Linked DNA regions of Mus musculus: all the other regions are linked to region 1. Evidence: chromatin contacts called from public HiChIP or PLAC-seq and promoter capture Hi-C data. All regions are on one chromosome and are shown on one strand. Each heading gives the region's core, a stretch centred on a gene start, on an enhancer-like site or on the middle of the called end of the contact. The rest is flanking DNA. Distances are from core to core; before and after follow the strand shown.

What was found. HiChIP or PLAC-seq counts read pairs in DNA pulled down with a chosen protein or histone mark. Capture Hi-C pulls out chosen DNA fragments and counts their contacts.
Region 2: a contact with region 1 is called in an H3K27ac HiChIP or PLAC-seq map of thymic regulatory T cells, with 19 times the contacts expected there. The contact joins the promoter of Prorsd1 here to the promoter of Psme4 in region 1. A contact is called at or near these places in 2 of 39 promoter capture datasets (liver and pre-B cells), 2 of 484 Hi-C or Micro-C datasets (B cells and CD8 T cells), 7 of 115 datasets of contacts at active chromatin or transcription factors (the 230-238 cell line, astrocytes, cardiomyocytes and 4 more) and 1 of 9 other capture datasets (liver).
Region 3: a contact with region 1 is called in a promoter capture Hi-C map of liver, with 3 times the contacts expected there. The contact joins the promoter of Clhc1 here to the promoter of Psme4 in region 1. A contact is called at or near these places in 6 of 39 promoter capture datasets (the C10 cell line, the HPC-7 cell line, cranial neural crest and 3 more), 4 of 484 Hi-C or Micro-C datasets (CD4 T cells, double positive thymocytes, embryonic stem cells and 1 more), 11 of 115 datasets of contacts at active chromatin or transcription factors (acute myeloid leukemia, a beta-TC-6 cell line, embryonic forebrain and 7 more) and 3 of 9 other capture datasets (adipose tissue, liver and pancreatic islet).
Region 4: a contact with region 1 is called in an H3K4me3 HiChIP or PLAC-seq map of stem cell-derived neural progenitor cells, with 4 times the contacts expected there. The contact joins the promoter of 4930524B15Rik here to the promoter of Psme4 in region 1. A contact is called at or near these places in 1 of 39 promoter capture datasets (cranial neural crest) and 3 of 115 datasets of contacts at active chromatin or transcription factors (embryonic stem cells and stem cell-derived neural progenitor cells).
Region 5: a contact with region 1 is called in an H3K4me3 HiChIP or PLAC-seq map of stem cell-derived neural progenitor cells, with 3 times the contacts expected there. The contact joins the enhancer-like site here to the promoter of Psme4 in region 1. A contact is called at or near these places in 1 of 39 promoter capture datasets (pre-B cells), 2 of 115 datasets of contacts at active chromatin or transcription factors (astrocytes and stem cell-derived neural progenitor cells) and 2 of 9 other capture datasets (adipose tissue and liver).

Annotation. Positions count from the first base shown.
Region 1 is chr11:30,770,347-30,773,113 of GRCm38.p6, reverse strand. It overlaps Psme4 (proteasome (prosome, macropain) activator subunit 4), which reads right to left and starts at 1,339. Exons shown (of 47, transcript NM_134013.3): 1 at 890-1,339. The coding sequence starts at 1,131.
Region 2 is chr11:29,513,667-29,516,433 of GRCm38.p6, reverse strand. It overlaps Prorsd1 (prolyl-tRNA synthetase domain containing 1), which reads left to right and starts at 1,401. Exons shown (of 2, transcript NM_026465.3): 1 at 1,401-1,517; 2 at 2,758-2,767. The coding sequence starts at 1,434.
Region 3 is chr11:29,546,580-29,549,346 of GRCm38.p6, reverse strand. Clhc1 (clathrin heavy chain linker domain containing 1) reads right to left here and starts at 1,397. Exons shown (of 12, transcript NM_028504.1): 1 at 1,207-1,397. Rps27a (ribosomal protein S27A) reads left to right here and starts at 1,307. Exons shown (of 6, transcript NM_024277.2): 1 at 1,307-1,506; 2 at 1,602-1,666; 3 at 2,087-2,141; 4 at 2,559-2,644. The coding sequence starts at 1,619.
Region 4 is chr11:31,964,221-31,966,987 of GRCm38.p6, reverse strand. It overlaps 4930524B15Rik (RIKEN cDNA 4930524B15 gene), which reads right to left and starts at 1,355. Exons shown (of 5, transcript NM_026262.1): 1 at 1,037-1,355. The coding sequence starts at 1,328.
Region 5 is chr11:31,880,905-31,883,671 of GRCm38.p6, reverse strand. The region is part of intron 1 of Cpeb4 (cytoplasmic polyadenylation element binding protein 4); the gene reads right to left. Among named protein-coding and RNA genes, the nearest start is that of Cpeb4, 11 kb to the right of the region's middle. Within about 2 kb of position 1,356, at least 9 of the 459 cell types and tissues checked have an H3K27ac peak or open chromatin away from gene starts, as enhancers often do. A contact at or near this core is called in astrocytes and stem cell-derived neural progenitor cells, where this site is marked.

The DNA of each region.
Region 1 (2,767 bases), core at 90-2,589:
AAAGTAAAGGCGCGCATAGAGCAAATGACCTCTCCAAACTTTTTGCTCCATCATTACTTTTCCCCCGTTCTAATTCTAATGACGCTATAATTTGCGGCTAGTGCGTACGGAAAACAAAAGAACTAACCAACTCAAAACCACACAGTCTGGCCAACAAAGCCCGGGATCAACCTAACAGCGCTCTTCACTATTTGCCTTAGAATAAGCGAAGTCGTGACCGAGGAAATGTCACAACAGGAACATACACTTTTCCTAGAATTCTAAGACAACATTCTCAACGTCTACTCAATCCGAGAATGCGCTGACTGTCCATTTGAAACGAATCGTTTCAATTAAATCCAGGAAGCCAGAACAGCAACCCAGACCCCCAAGAAACATAGTAACACAGAAAAACACACCACACACACACACACACACACACAACCTCTTACTGTCCCTACTTCCTACGGTAAGAAGTGTAAAGTGGATCGACGAGGAAGGAAAAACAAAACAAAACAACAACAAAAACAAAAAACAAACAACAAACCCAAAAAAACCACAGAAGCAAGGACAGGAGTCGCTTCCCCAAAGACCGAAGCTCTCTATCCCGCAGCTCCAAGCGCAGAACCCCAGGGAGAACCAATGGGAGCCGCTCGTCCCTATGCCCGGGTACGCCTGTGGCTCCCCAGAGCCTGGCACGTCAAGAGAAAGGACCAGAACGCTGATCGTGAGAGGCGACCGACAGGACCCAGAAGTCCCACGGAAAGCAACGAGGAGACTGGGTCTCCCCGGACTCGGCCGCGCCCCTGGAATCCTGCACCAGGTCAGCGCCGTCTGGACAGAACAGAGTTGAGCAGCACCAGCAGCGCAGACAAAGAGCCCGGCCCGCCGACGGCTTCAGCCCACTTACGTGGAGAGTTTCCGCGTCCAGAAGAGGCCCCCGGGCCACAGCTCTTGGAGCTGCACGGCCCGGCCCAGGTTGCTCTTGATCTGTGCCAGCTGCAAGTCGGACTCGGCGTCCAGCCGCTCGGCATAGGGCAGAAGCTTGTTGTACACGATCTCCTTCTGCGGGACGAAGGCCCGCGGGCCCAGTACCGGCCGCCCGCCAGGCTCGGGGGGCTCCCCGCCGCCCGCCCGCTCCGGAGCCTCCATTAGCCCGGGGCCGCCCCCGGCCCGACCCCCGGCCCCGGCCCCCGCCCCGCTGCGGGCTCAGCCTCGTCCGCGTCGCCTCGCCCTCGGCCCGACCGCTGGGCCCCCCTCCCGCCCCGGCTGCCCGGCGCGCTGCTGGACCCCGCGCGGCACCCGGTTCGTTGGCGGTGGCAGCGGCTGCTCGGCCCGGACCCCTCCGGCTCTTCTGGTGACGCTGCAGCCGCAGCGCCGGGAGGTTCCGGACCGGCCTCAAGTCACTTCCGGGGCGGGGCCACGGAGGCGGGGAGGAGGTAACCTGGCTGCTTTCTTGCAGTCAGCCGAGTTTGGTGTCAGCGACTGGGGTTGCCACGCGAGGCTGCCGGCGAGAAACAAGAGACCCTACTCTGCTCCAGCAGGATCCAGAGACACGGAATCCGACTACCTCTCCACGCTCAGTATCCTCTCTTCTGGGCCAGTTTACGGAAGAGCAGCTTGTATCCCAGCCGGGGGCGGGAGTGTGGACAGCGAAGCAGTATGAGCACAAAGAGTTCTAGGCCAACCTCTGCTTCCTACTGGCAACAGGAGACACTATCTTTAAAAAAACGTGTATGGAAGAATCTGTATACACAATAGTACCCTGTGTTCCTCTGTCCTTTTACCCCCCACCTTTCTGATATTTCCCCGTCCACCCTCCAAAAAAGTTACTCAACAAATATACTTTGTGTGTCATCTTCTCATTTAAGGTCCCTATAGAAAGTTTAAGAACGCCTAGTTCTGCCCTTAAGGACGTAGAGGCCTTTCCTGGCAACAAACTAATAAATTACAAGATAATGCATTGGTAAATACTGGATAAGTACCGAGATACCTGGGAATTCTAAATGAAGGCATATCACCTTCATAGAAGTTATTTTTAAATTAATCTGTAAGGTTGATGGCAATGTTATTTCGATAAAGAAAGGAGGAAGAAATAATTATCAGCTGACAGAAAAGACTGAGGCTGCAAGCTTGCTTTCTGATAACTCAAGATTCAGGCTGGTTAAAGATTGCTTGCCAGAAGGGAGTGAATACATGTATTGAGACTAAGAAGTAAATGCTGGAGAATTGAGATTGATCTTAAAAATAACAAGAAATTTCTAAGAGAGGACATTGTAACATGCGCCTGTCATCCCAGCATTTGGAAACTCAAGAGCAGGAGGGTTGTAGCTTAAAGCCAACCTGAGCTAAACAAAAAAACGAAACAAAACAAACTAACTAACTAACTGAAAAAACAGACAAGGATTACCAGCTGGTCTATGAGTTCTACTAGTGGTTGGCCTCTTTCCTAAGCTGAGTTCCATCCCTAGATCTTCAAGAAAATATTTTACAAAAAAAGTCACCATCTCAAAAGAGAATGTCTAAAAAACAATAAGCCTAAGGGCAGCATAATAAAATTTACTTTTGTTTCTTTTAGTTTTTGTTTTTGGTTTTGTTTTTTTGTTTGTGGTTTTTTGTTTTGTTTTAGTTTTTTTGTTTTTGTTTTTGTTTTGAGACTGGATTTTACTCTGTAGCCATGGCTATTATGAAACTGCTATGTGTTAAGACCTGTGTCTAGCCACCCATTTTGTGCTGTTACTAATATTATAAGGAAACTTTCTCATGCCCGAGTTGATGGGGCATTCTG
Region 2 (2,767 bases), core at 152-2,651, 1.3 Mb after region 1:
TCACTTTGTAGACCAGGCTGGCCTTGAACTCAGAAATCCACCTGCCTCTGCCTCCCAAGTGCTGGGATTAAAGGCATACGCCACCACCGCCGGGCAATAAATCATTTTTAAAAAAAGGTTAAACTAAAAAGTTTTAAAATTTTGAAATCCTGAGTTCAGAGTGAAACTGTAAACACAACTCTGACTTACTCTTTTGTAGTTTCTTCCAATACTGAGTAAATCATAGGCTGGAACAAATCCCTGTTTTCCAGTCTGCCCTCCTTCTTCTACTGCACAGGCAGAGAAAGCTCCTGGCTAATGTGGTGTGTTTATGGTAACTCACCCAAGAGTGTCTGCTTAGGGGCTCAGTTTTTGACCATGTATGGACACTATCCCAGCTCCTAGCTAGCACGGCATCATTCCTTGCCAAAACTCTGTGAAACCCTCTTAAGACCAGATGAGTGACTTCACTGACTTCCACATGTGAGATTGATGAGCCCGCCCAAAAGCTGCCTCCTAGTAAACCTGCCTTTATCTACATGTAATATGTTCTAATCTGGCTCTATTTGTGTCACCGAGGGAGAGAAAAAGCATACCATCTGTGTCTTAAGAGGGGTTCTTTTTCAGATCTTCACTCCCAAATAAATACAATTAATTTATATTAAACATCTCTGAGTGTATCAGTGTTTCATGTTGCATGTGAGCCTTAATTTCAAAGTTTAAGTGAAATACTAATGTGGAATTTGAACCTTATTCAAAGTAAGTGGTCCCACCATGGTTGCAAATTCCAGGCCATAAGTATCATAACGACCACTGTAATTCGTCGCAGTACTGTTTTCTTCCTTTCTTTTCTTTTTTCTTTTTTTTCGAGACAGGGTTTCTCTGTATAGCCCTTGCTGTCCTGGAACTCACTCTGTAGACCAGGCTGGCCTCGAACTCAGAAATCCGCCTGCCTCTGCCTCCCAAGTGCTGGGTTAAAGGAGTGCGCCACCACACCCGCAGTACCGTTTTCTAATATCATAATATGCGGGAGTGATGGCTGGTCTTCCAGAGGACCGAGTTCGGTTCCTAGCACCTACATGACTCACCATCACTCCAGTTCTAGTAAATTGAACACCTTCTTTCAGCCTCCTCAGGCACTGCTCACACGTGGTGCACAACCATGCAAGCCGGTAACTAACGCCCATAACACATAAAATTTAAAAGAACGGAAAGACGGAAGTCACAAGCTACAGTTGTTGAGGCATGAAGCCACATTGCCGCGGCCGAGCAATGGAACCCGGAGCTTTCCGACCCCGGCACTGGAGGCTCAGGTGGTTGGGGGTGTGGCTAAGCGCTCTCGGCGGCCCAAAGATGGGTCAGGCCACAGAGCCATGCCAGGGCGGAGCAAGCAGCCATCACCACGCCCCCGAAGCCGTGGCACTTCCGGTAAGCCTGCCCACGTAGAGGGGAAAATGGCAGGCTCGGAGCTGCGGGCTGAGTTAGAACAGAGGCTCGGCGCCCTCGCCATTCGCACGGAGGTCGTGGAGCATCCCGAGGTGAGACTGCGGCCCCAGGAAGGCAGAGGGTCTTCGGGCGAGTGTTTATTGGGTCCAAGCAGAGGCTTATAAGTTTATTTAAAACTGCGGCAACCGTGAGGAAACTTGTCCTGGGATGACTGACGTGACTTAAAAGCCGGTTGGATAGCTGATACGTTATGTAGATAACTAAGGAACAAGGCACTACATAAGTGGCAACCCTATAGAATCGCCTAGGCTGTATCTGGTACCAAAGGCACAGCAGGCCATTGAGGTGGCTTGGTTTTTTACTTCTTTGGACAGTCGTTACCACTGCAGCACGGCAAGGATCATTTCCCAAATAATTACAAAAAGTATATAACCCCTGAGTCTGGAGAATTGTTTTCGCGGTTAAGAGCACGTACTTCTCTTGCAGATGACACGAATTTATTTCAGCACTCACACTGAGAGCTGTTTAAAACTACAGTTCCTCTTTTGGCCCGCTCCCGCTTGTGCCACAAACAAAAGTACGTACCTTAATTTTAACATGACCTACACTGGAGATGTACAATTTTTGTGGAAACTATTATGAGGGTTGGTAAGGCTTGCACGACACATTTTATGATAGAAAACACCTGTCTTAATATTTACTATTTCCCATTTTTACAAAGGTCACATTCTGTGTACATTCCCAGCCTCCAAATACTTTAAGGCCCTGGAGTACTGGTACTTGTAACATTAAAAAAATGTTCTTTATGTACTAACCTGGGGTCTTATGTTCTTCATCGATGCCCTTGTAGTGAATGTCTGGGACTCTGGAGATAAATATTAAGGACTGTCATCAAATTTTACGCCAAAGTTCAAAAGTTATAAGCGTCTCAGGCACCTGATGGCTTTGTTAGCCACTGGGATAGAAAACTGGCCCAACAAAAACTGAGGTCTTGAGGTCTGCAACTGTGATGATTAAGGCTCCCCCTGAACCCCAACCAGGATTTTGCTGCACTCTTGAATTCTTGATCTCGGCCTCAGCTCTAAGTACCAGTACTCCAGGTACCAGGCCTTTAAAGTATTTGGAGGCTGAGGTTTTTAGTTCAGAGATATTGTGCCTGCCTAGCAAGCATAGCACTCTGGGTCCTATCCTCAGCACCAAAAGGCCCAACCCCTATCAAAACATTTATAACGAATACCAGTTAAATTCAGAGCATCCACCATGAAAAATATGTACAACCGTGGATATGTATGTGTGCAATTTACAGTGTTTTTTCTTTTGCATATTTTGCAGGTGTTTACAA
Region 3 (2,767 bases), core at 148-2,647, 1.2 Mb after region 1:
AGTGTGTGTGTGGGTCTTCTTAATCAGTCTACCTTTTATTTTTAAATTTTTATTGCACTTCGTTAGTTCGGGGGTAGGGAGCGCTGTGAAAGTCTGAGGGCAACTTGCTAGAGTTGGTTTTCTCCACCAATTGAATCTCAAGGTTGATCAGATCTAGAGCAGATGTAAATTTTCTTTACTGATGGAGCCATCTGGAAGCCCCATCTTATTTTAAGAAATATGTATGTCATGTGTGGGTGTAGGGTCGTCGGCCCCCATCTCTCATTGAACCTGCTGGCCAATGAGGTCCAGGGAGTCTCCTGTCTCTGCTGGCCTACCATGTCACAGACTCCACCAAGCACACCAACCTTTTTAAAAAGTGGGTGCTTGAGTTCCAACCCAGGGTTCTGCATATCGAATATTAGCTACTGTGTCATCTCCTAGCCCTACATTTTTACTTTTCAAAATGTGTAATTTGGAGGCAGCAGAGCTAGTATATTAAAATGAGGAAAGAGCAAACAGAGATTATTAGGGAGTTACGGATCCTCGTTGTAAGAAAACGGAGCACGCCTACGCTTACGGATAGGGTGAAAAGACATTGAGAGGGTGCATTAGAAAGGGCACTGGGTTTGTGAGGTGGAGAAGGGACTGAGAGAAGGCACCAGCTTTTAACAGCTTCAAGTTTCCCCGAGGGCACATGCTCCTATTTTCTCCAGGATGGACACGCTCCACATTTAAACTTATAGTCGAAAACTAAACATTCTGCAGATTTTCTTATCGTATGTTTTTTAAAACGTGAAAAGATGAAAATTCCAATACATTTAACCGTTTCATACTAGGGAGGCGCGTGACGCTCAAAAGCTTCTTCCGATCGGATGAAGGGTAGCGGAAGGGACTACCGGGAGGGGCAGAAACCTGCACTTAGAAAGACTTCGACTATACCTTAGATGTGGCTAGCTCACTACGGTGTGACAGACACCTTCAGCCCCCAAATGCCTTTCTAGCCCTTAAGCCTTCCCTCCGGGGCATTTCCAGAGAGTCCCCACCCACGCGCAAATCATAGTGCCTCATCCCCTGAGTCCTCACCTGACTCTCTCCTAACCCTCACTCCACAGCTTAGACAGTGTAATCAGGTATCCGGGAAGTGTGGAAATGCATCCTGGGACAAGTAGTTCTAACAAGAAGAAAGCAGTGTAAAACTACAATTCCCAGATAGACTTGTTTTACCTCTCTCTTATGTTTCACAAGCCCCCTTTAAAGGAAAGCCTCTCTTAATCGCATCGGCTGTATAAGAAAGCCTTTTGAGGCATTTTTTTTAGTTGAGCACATCATTTCGAGGCCATTCTGAGGTAAACCGAGAAAAGAGCGTAAAGAAACCGAGCGAACGAGCAAATCTGGCACTGCGTTAGACAGCCGCGATTCCGCTGCAGCGCGCAGGCACGTGTGTGGCCGCCTAAGGGGCGGGTCCTTCGGCCAGGAGACCCCGTCGGCCACGCTCGGATCTTCCTTTCCGATCCGCCATCGTGGGTGAGTGTATGCTCTGTGGCCGCGCTCTGGCTAGTGGCGCTACGCGTCGCTCTCACGGGTGTCGTCGGATCTAATCCGTCTCTTTTCGAATGCAGGTGGAGCCGCCGCCACGATGCAGATCTTTGTGAAGACCCTTACGGGGAAAACCATCACGCTCGAGGTACGGGCCACCTTGCCGTTGAGGAAGCCAAGGCCTGACTGAGGCCCTTAGTGTTTGAGGGCGGGTTTCTGAGTTTTGAGTTGTGAAACTTGGCTTTGAGCTGAGATTATGGTGCTTAGCAAAAACAACGTTTGGTTTTCGGTGTGGTACGGTTTAGCCTGCTTTATCCCGAGTGGCGAAATGTAGGGTAGGTGATGGGAGACGCTTTTCTCCGGGCAGACGCGTTCCTGTGCTTCCCCCGCCGTCGCTCGCCCTGGTATGGGGACTAATTTGGATTGTAGCACTCTGGGTAGTTTGCACGCGGTGTCATCTTAATTGATTACCTTTAGCTCACCTCCTCCTTGCTCGTTTTGTATAAAGCTAGCAGTTAATGACTTACTATGTAACCGTATATTAACTACATATATCAAAACTTGGCAGGTTGAACCCTCGGACACTATAGAAAATGTAAAGGCCAAGATCCAGGATAAGGAAGGCAAGTAAAGTTTGTCACTAGAAAAATGACTGGCTTGTGTGACCTAGACACGTTTGTTCTTAAGGTAGAAAACAGATTAATAAATTTAGATGCTTTTGAAAGTAAAATATTCCTGACATTAGTGTCAGGCTATCTGATTAACTGGAAACTCTGCAGGACAAATCTTTTAAAAGTTAATCTAGAACTGTTTACTGAGTCACAAAGACGATAAAATGCTCAGGCTGGGCAATGGCCCAGTCCACACTTTAATCTCAACACTAAGGAGGTAGAGGCAGCCTGGTTACAGAGAAAGTTCCAGGGCTTTTACTCTTGGAAAAAGTTGCATCTAAGTCTGTGACCACTGTTAGCAATCATTTGATTCACAACAATGGGGAATGTACCTTGTTCTATTAAGCCCAGTATTTTTTCCTCTAATAGGAATTCCTCCTGATCAGCAGAGGCTGATCTTTGCTGGTAAGCAGCTGGAAGATGGCCGGACTTTGTCTGACTACAACATTCAAAAGGTTTGTTTGAGGGAAAACATGCAGAAAAAGGGATGATATTGAATCCACTAACACTTGCTGAGCACTGTAGCTGTTCCATGATTTTAAAATATGCGATGGTTGGTTGACCCTTTTTGTAGAGAG
Region 4 (2,767 bases), core at 106-2,605, 1.2 Mb before region 1:
GAGTTTCTCTGTGATATTACAGTTACATTAAAATGGAATGTTAAGGACACAACTCTGTGGATATGTAAGAACCATTAACTTGTGTACCATAACTGGGTGAACTGGATACACTATTAATGAAAGCTCAGTAAAATTGCTTTGAAAAGTATAGGTAAAAGGTGTTTCTCTGTGTTGTCCTGGCTGTTCTGGAACTTGCTCTGTAGACTAGGCTGGCCTCAAACTCACAGATCTGCCTGACTCTGACTCTTTAGTGTTGGGATTAAAAGTGTGGGCCACGACTACATCTTCAGATCTTCTGTGTTTTAACAGGATGCTTCAACGTCTCTTAAGAGGTCTGATTGAATATATATCAGGTAATTAGCAATTCATTTTCTATTTTACTGTATGTGTATATGTGTTTTGCTTGTGCACCTTGTAGATGCATGATGCCCAAGGAGGGCAGAAGAGGGCGTCAGATGCCTTGGAACTGGAATTACAATCAGTTATATGTGGGTGCTGAGGTCCAAACCTACATCATATGGAAGAATAACCAGTGCTCTTAACCCGTTGAGCCACCTCTCCAGCTCCTGTAATTAGCAATTTCAATAAATGTCAGTGAAAAATAACCAACAAGCGCGCCAAACTTCCATTTCTCTGAGCGACTGAAGTAGCTACATCCAAGAACTTCTCTCAGGTCTCTAGGTTATCTTAAATATCCTGCAGCCTTTTTACAGGTTACCCACCCCACTAAGTGAGTTAAAGGAATTCTCCTAAACTTATGGCTCCAACACAGACTGGCAGGAGAGAGGAGCCTGGCTGCCTACTGACTAGGATGCTGACAGGAAAGGCTGAGAGGAAAATGACACCGAGGCTGACAGGAAGGCTGACAGAAAGACTGGCAGATGCAAAGGTTGAGACAAAGGAAGACTGACACAAAGGTTGACAGGAAGGCTGACGCGAAGCCTGGCTGACGGAAGCCGCGCGCACAAAATGGCGCGGGAGCTGCCCAGTCAGCAGCAGGCCGCTGACAGGACGATCCCTCCCGCTGCCGTGCCACCTGCTTGCGCTGCTTGCTCCCGGGCCCTGGGCGCTCTCGACCTCCGCTGGAAAGGGGCGGAATCCGGGGTGTCAGTGACCCCGGCCTGGGAGCCAGTGGGCCGCTCTCCTCCCCGGGCCCCGGGCTCCACCGCTGCTTGCTTTGAGGCACAGCGGGCCCCGAGCCCTGGGCCTCGATGGCCGAAACCTCGGAGACCCCTCAGCTGCCACACGCCATGGCGGTGCGAGGCGAAGCGGGTCACGTAGATTAAGCGAGGCCCATCTGGCCTTTGCCCACTGCGGCTGGGCACCATCTCTCGGCCTCCTGTCGGGCAACCTGCGGGACCTCGGAGCCGGCCTGAGCACAGGGCGTGGGGTGTGTGTGTGTGAGGTGTGTGGGGTGGGGTGGGGTGGGGGAGTGTGGATGTGGGGGAGGGGGGACACTTGCGCATGCGGGCTGGGGGAGGGTGGAGAACCGTTGGGGCCAGACCTGTGTGAGGCGAGGACGGGACTGACCTAGAGGCCCCAACTTCACTGAAGAGAGATGGAGTGTGGGTGGGTGAGCTGGAGTCCAGAACACCAGGAGCCTGGGTAGGAAGTTGAGGTGTAGAACACCGAGAAGCTGGGGTTGAGGTAAGGAAGGGATTAAGGACATAAGAGTCCAGGCACCTAGCAGAAGACAGGAGCCTAATGTGGATCTCTGTTAGAAGTTGGGAGGCAAGGAAAGCCCTACTGAAAGGGAAACAGGAAGGACTGTGGTTGTGAGGATGGCCATTCGTCTAGAGAGAGGTTGAATTTCAGGCTATGCATCATTTGGGACTGGGATGTAAGAAAATCAAATATGGTTCTTTTCTATCAAATACTATAAAAATGTGTGTTTAGGACAAGGAATTAAAACATTTTTATCTCCTGTCTTCCACCTTGTAAGACTTTCTTGCAAAATGTTTTAACCCTTTCCGTCCAATAAAACTTTGATTTATGTAAAGCCCCCTGCTCTGTGTGATAACCTGGGGCAATGATCTTCTTGTCCTTGGAGCAGTGAACCCTTCCCCCTTCTCTGTTTTTAATTTTTGTTTTGTTGAGACATGGTTTCTCTATGTTGTAACTTTAATTTTTTTAGGCCTTATTTTTATTTATTTATTTATTTATTTATTTATTTATTTATTTATTTATTTATTTATTTATTTTGAGACAGGGTTTCTCTGTGTAGCCCTGGCTGTCCCGGAACTCACTCTGTAGACCAGGCTGGCCTCGAACTCAGAAATCCACCTGCCTCTGCCTCCCGAGAGTGCTGGGATTAAAGGCGTGCGACATCACACCTGGTTCTTAGGCCTTATTTTTAATGATAGTTCTTAAATGCTTTTGCCTCCCTTCTAGCCTACCACCCACCAGGTAGTAGAAAAGAAAGGATACAGGGGGCGGGGGGGGGGCGGGGAAGTGGACCTGTTTAGACGTGGTTCTTTGGAGAAAATCCTATCTGGGTTGTCGGAAATCAGCAGTTCAGTTCACAGGTCAGCAGCAGCAGCTCAATCCACTCCCAAACACTTTATGGATATACTAGCAGTCCAGTTTGGTAGAGTTGGATAGCAGCAGTGGTGGCACTATCTAGAAGAGACAGCCAGGTCTCATCCTAGACTCTAGTCATCAGGAGGGTCTGTTGAGCCCTTTTTATGCACCCTCCAAATATCACATGTTCTCCACAGGTCTTGCCTAAGCATGTGCATTTGTTTCAGCTGATGTCACTCTGCCAATC
Region 5 (2,767 bases), core at 107-2,606, 1.1 Mb before region 1:
TATCCCATAAGTTTAAGGTCACACTGTAAGTGGCAAGAAGTCTAGCTTCAGAAGACCTAGTTTAAAAAATAAATCTATTTAACTAAGTCATGCCATAACCTAAAATGTTCATTAGTGTCATCCACAGGATATACAACTTTTTGTTGGGTCAGCATGGCCTGGAAGCAGGTGTCAGGGGTTGACATAAAAGAGGTAATTATGTAATGTGAAGAGGAGCAAAGTAAAGACATTTAATAGCACTTCACATTTCTTCACCACTTCTATTCAGAGTCTGTACTTTCTCATCTTAACACCTTCAACAAGAGTAAAGAGTCTTGCTTAGGTTACTAAATATTCCCTCCCAGAATTCTAAACTATAGATGAATCAGTCTGCTCTGCTCATAAACCATTTGGTTCCCATATGAATTGATAAATCAGAAGATCTCTTCAGAAAGCCTTTGAGGAAACTGCCTTTTATTTTCCCTTCACTAAATGCAACATGTATTTATATATTTTTAATATCATAAAAATCCTTAAAGTGATTTTTAAAAAAGTTGTTGCCACTTATTTGAATTAAAAAACAAAACTGGTAATTTAGATTCCATTAGTTCAATGGACTTACTTCTTCTAGGCTATTTAGTCATTCTAGCCTTGCCTGGAAGAAAAAAAAATAGTCCATTGTAAGACTTGATTTTTAAATCTCTACTTATTGGACAAGGAATCTTGACACTCTTCACACATACACACACAAATATCTTGTAAAACTGTGATGAGGTACTAAAAGGATGGCTGAGGTAAGATTGCTTGCTCTGCAGGGCATGGGAATCTGAGCTCAAAGCACCTACTTGGAAAGCTAGGCTCACTGCTTTTATGTCTCTTTTCCTTCTGTTGGGTTGCCTTGTCCAATTTTGATATGATATTTTTTCCTTTATCTTCTTATATCTTATTTTGTCATGTCTGGTGGTTACCTGTTCTTTTCTAATGAGAGACAAAAAAAAAAGGAGTAGATTCAGAAGGAAGGGAAGGGAAGGAAAGGAGGAACTGGGAGAGAAAACTCTATCAGGACATACTATATGAGAAAAGAATATATTTTCAATAAAAACAAAAAAATGAAAAATACCTAGGATCTATAAATACATTAAAAAAAAAAAGCTAGACACAACTTCATGTGCCTGTAACTTCAGCACTGTGAGGTAGCCAGATCTCAGGAGTTTGGCCAGCCTGCCTAGTCAAAATGGTGACGCTTTCTGTACAGTGAGAAGTCTTTTCTCCCCAATATCCTCTTCTGGTCTATGCATGTGTCTATGCATGTGTGCACACAGGCATCTGCACCTGCACACTCATATGCATGCACGCACACAAATAAAAAACTGGTGAGAAATGAAAGAGACATGGTATGTGAAAGTGAGGCCCAACAGCTGCCTGCTAGCAGGCACACTCAGTATACATTCCTGCATGCCTTCTCTCTGTGGTAGATGAGAAAAGAGTGCACAAGTCACATTTTGAAAACAGGCTACTGGCATTTCTGAATAATCCAGTTGTTCCTTGCTTTACTATGGCCAGTTTCATGCAGGTTATCATATAAACCTAAACTTCTGCATCCAAAAGAGATCACAGGCAATGTTCTCCTATTTAACAAGCTACTTGCCACAAGAGGCCATTGTTTTAAAGAAAGTAAACAAAACTAAAATGCTGTCCTGAGAGACTAAGTTGGGTCATAAAGACACACGAAAGCTCCTAAATAGCTGTGAGGGTTCCTCTTCTCCAATGTCTGCCTGGCCAGCTCAGGGCCCAGTTAGCAAAGGGACTACAAATCAAAATGTACAATCTTTATGCCTAAGCTGAGACTTACATTTTGCAACCCTTGACATCTCTTCTTTTTTGTGACCTTTGACAATGAGACAAAAAGCACCCAATGTTAAGCTTCTAACAAGGCCACCCCATACTCATAGTCTCCTACGCAGAACACACTCAACTCACAAGAACAAAATAGGAATTTCCCAGACTGTACTCTTCATGAGAAGGCCCTCTTTGACCATTGACATATTTCTACTACAACACACAAAAAGTGAATACCTGTATATGGAAAGAGAGGTGAATGAATAAGGTTTAAAGAACTCCACAGGCCTCCAAAAGACCTCAAATCCCTGAATTCCTTTTATAAACAAACAGAAAAACAATCCCCAAAGCCCAGTCCTGTCCTGTTCCTTTGAATTCGTCTCAGATCACATACCTATATTCCACGGAAGCCTAGAATTAGAAGGCCCAAATTAAATATTACACTCTACTCATTTGTTGCTTTAGCTGATCTTACTTTATTTACTTTTTTTGATGTCTCAGAAAGAGGTGAGACCACTGGTGTTTGTGGGAGTAACACTAGGTTGAGCAAGGAAAATAGGCTAAAGCAGACATGACAGATAAGTGAGCCATCACTATCTTTAAAAGGTCCTTGGAAAAACACTGTGTATATCCTCTAAAGACTTTGTACCTTTGAGAAGTGTGTTCTTTTACAATGAAATCCTACCATGTCTAGGAGTTCCTTTAACTGCTTTAAGATATATGGCAGAGAAGAGTTTTGCGTGTAGGTGAAAGGACTGTCCAGGAGCCAGTGACTACTGAAACCATGTGATATGTACTTGGGAGTTCAGGATACTATTTTGTCTAGTCAATGTTTAAAATTTTCCATAATATTAAATATCACATGGGGGAAGAAAACCTTACCAAAAAGGGGATAAAGCCACCTGTTAGACACTGTGTTTATCTGTGTTCAGAAAAATAAAGATTATTA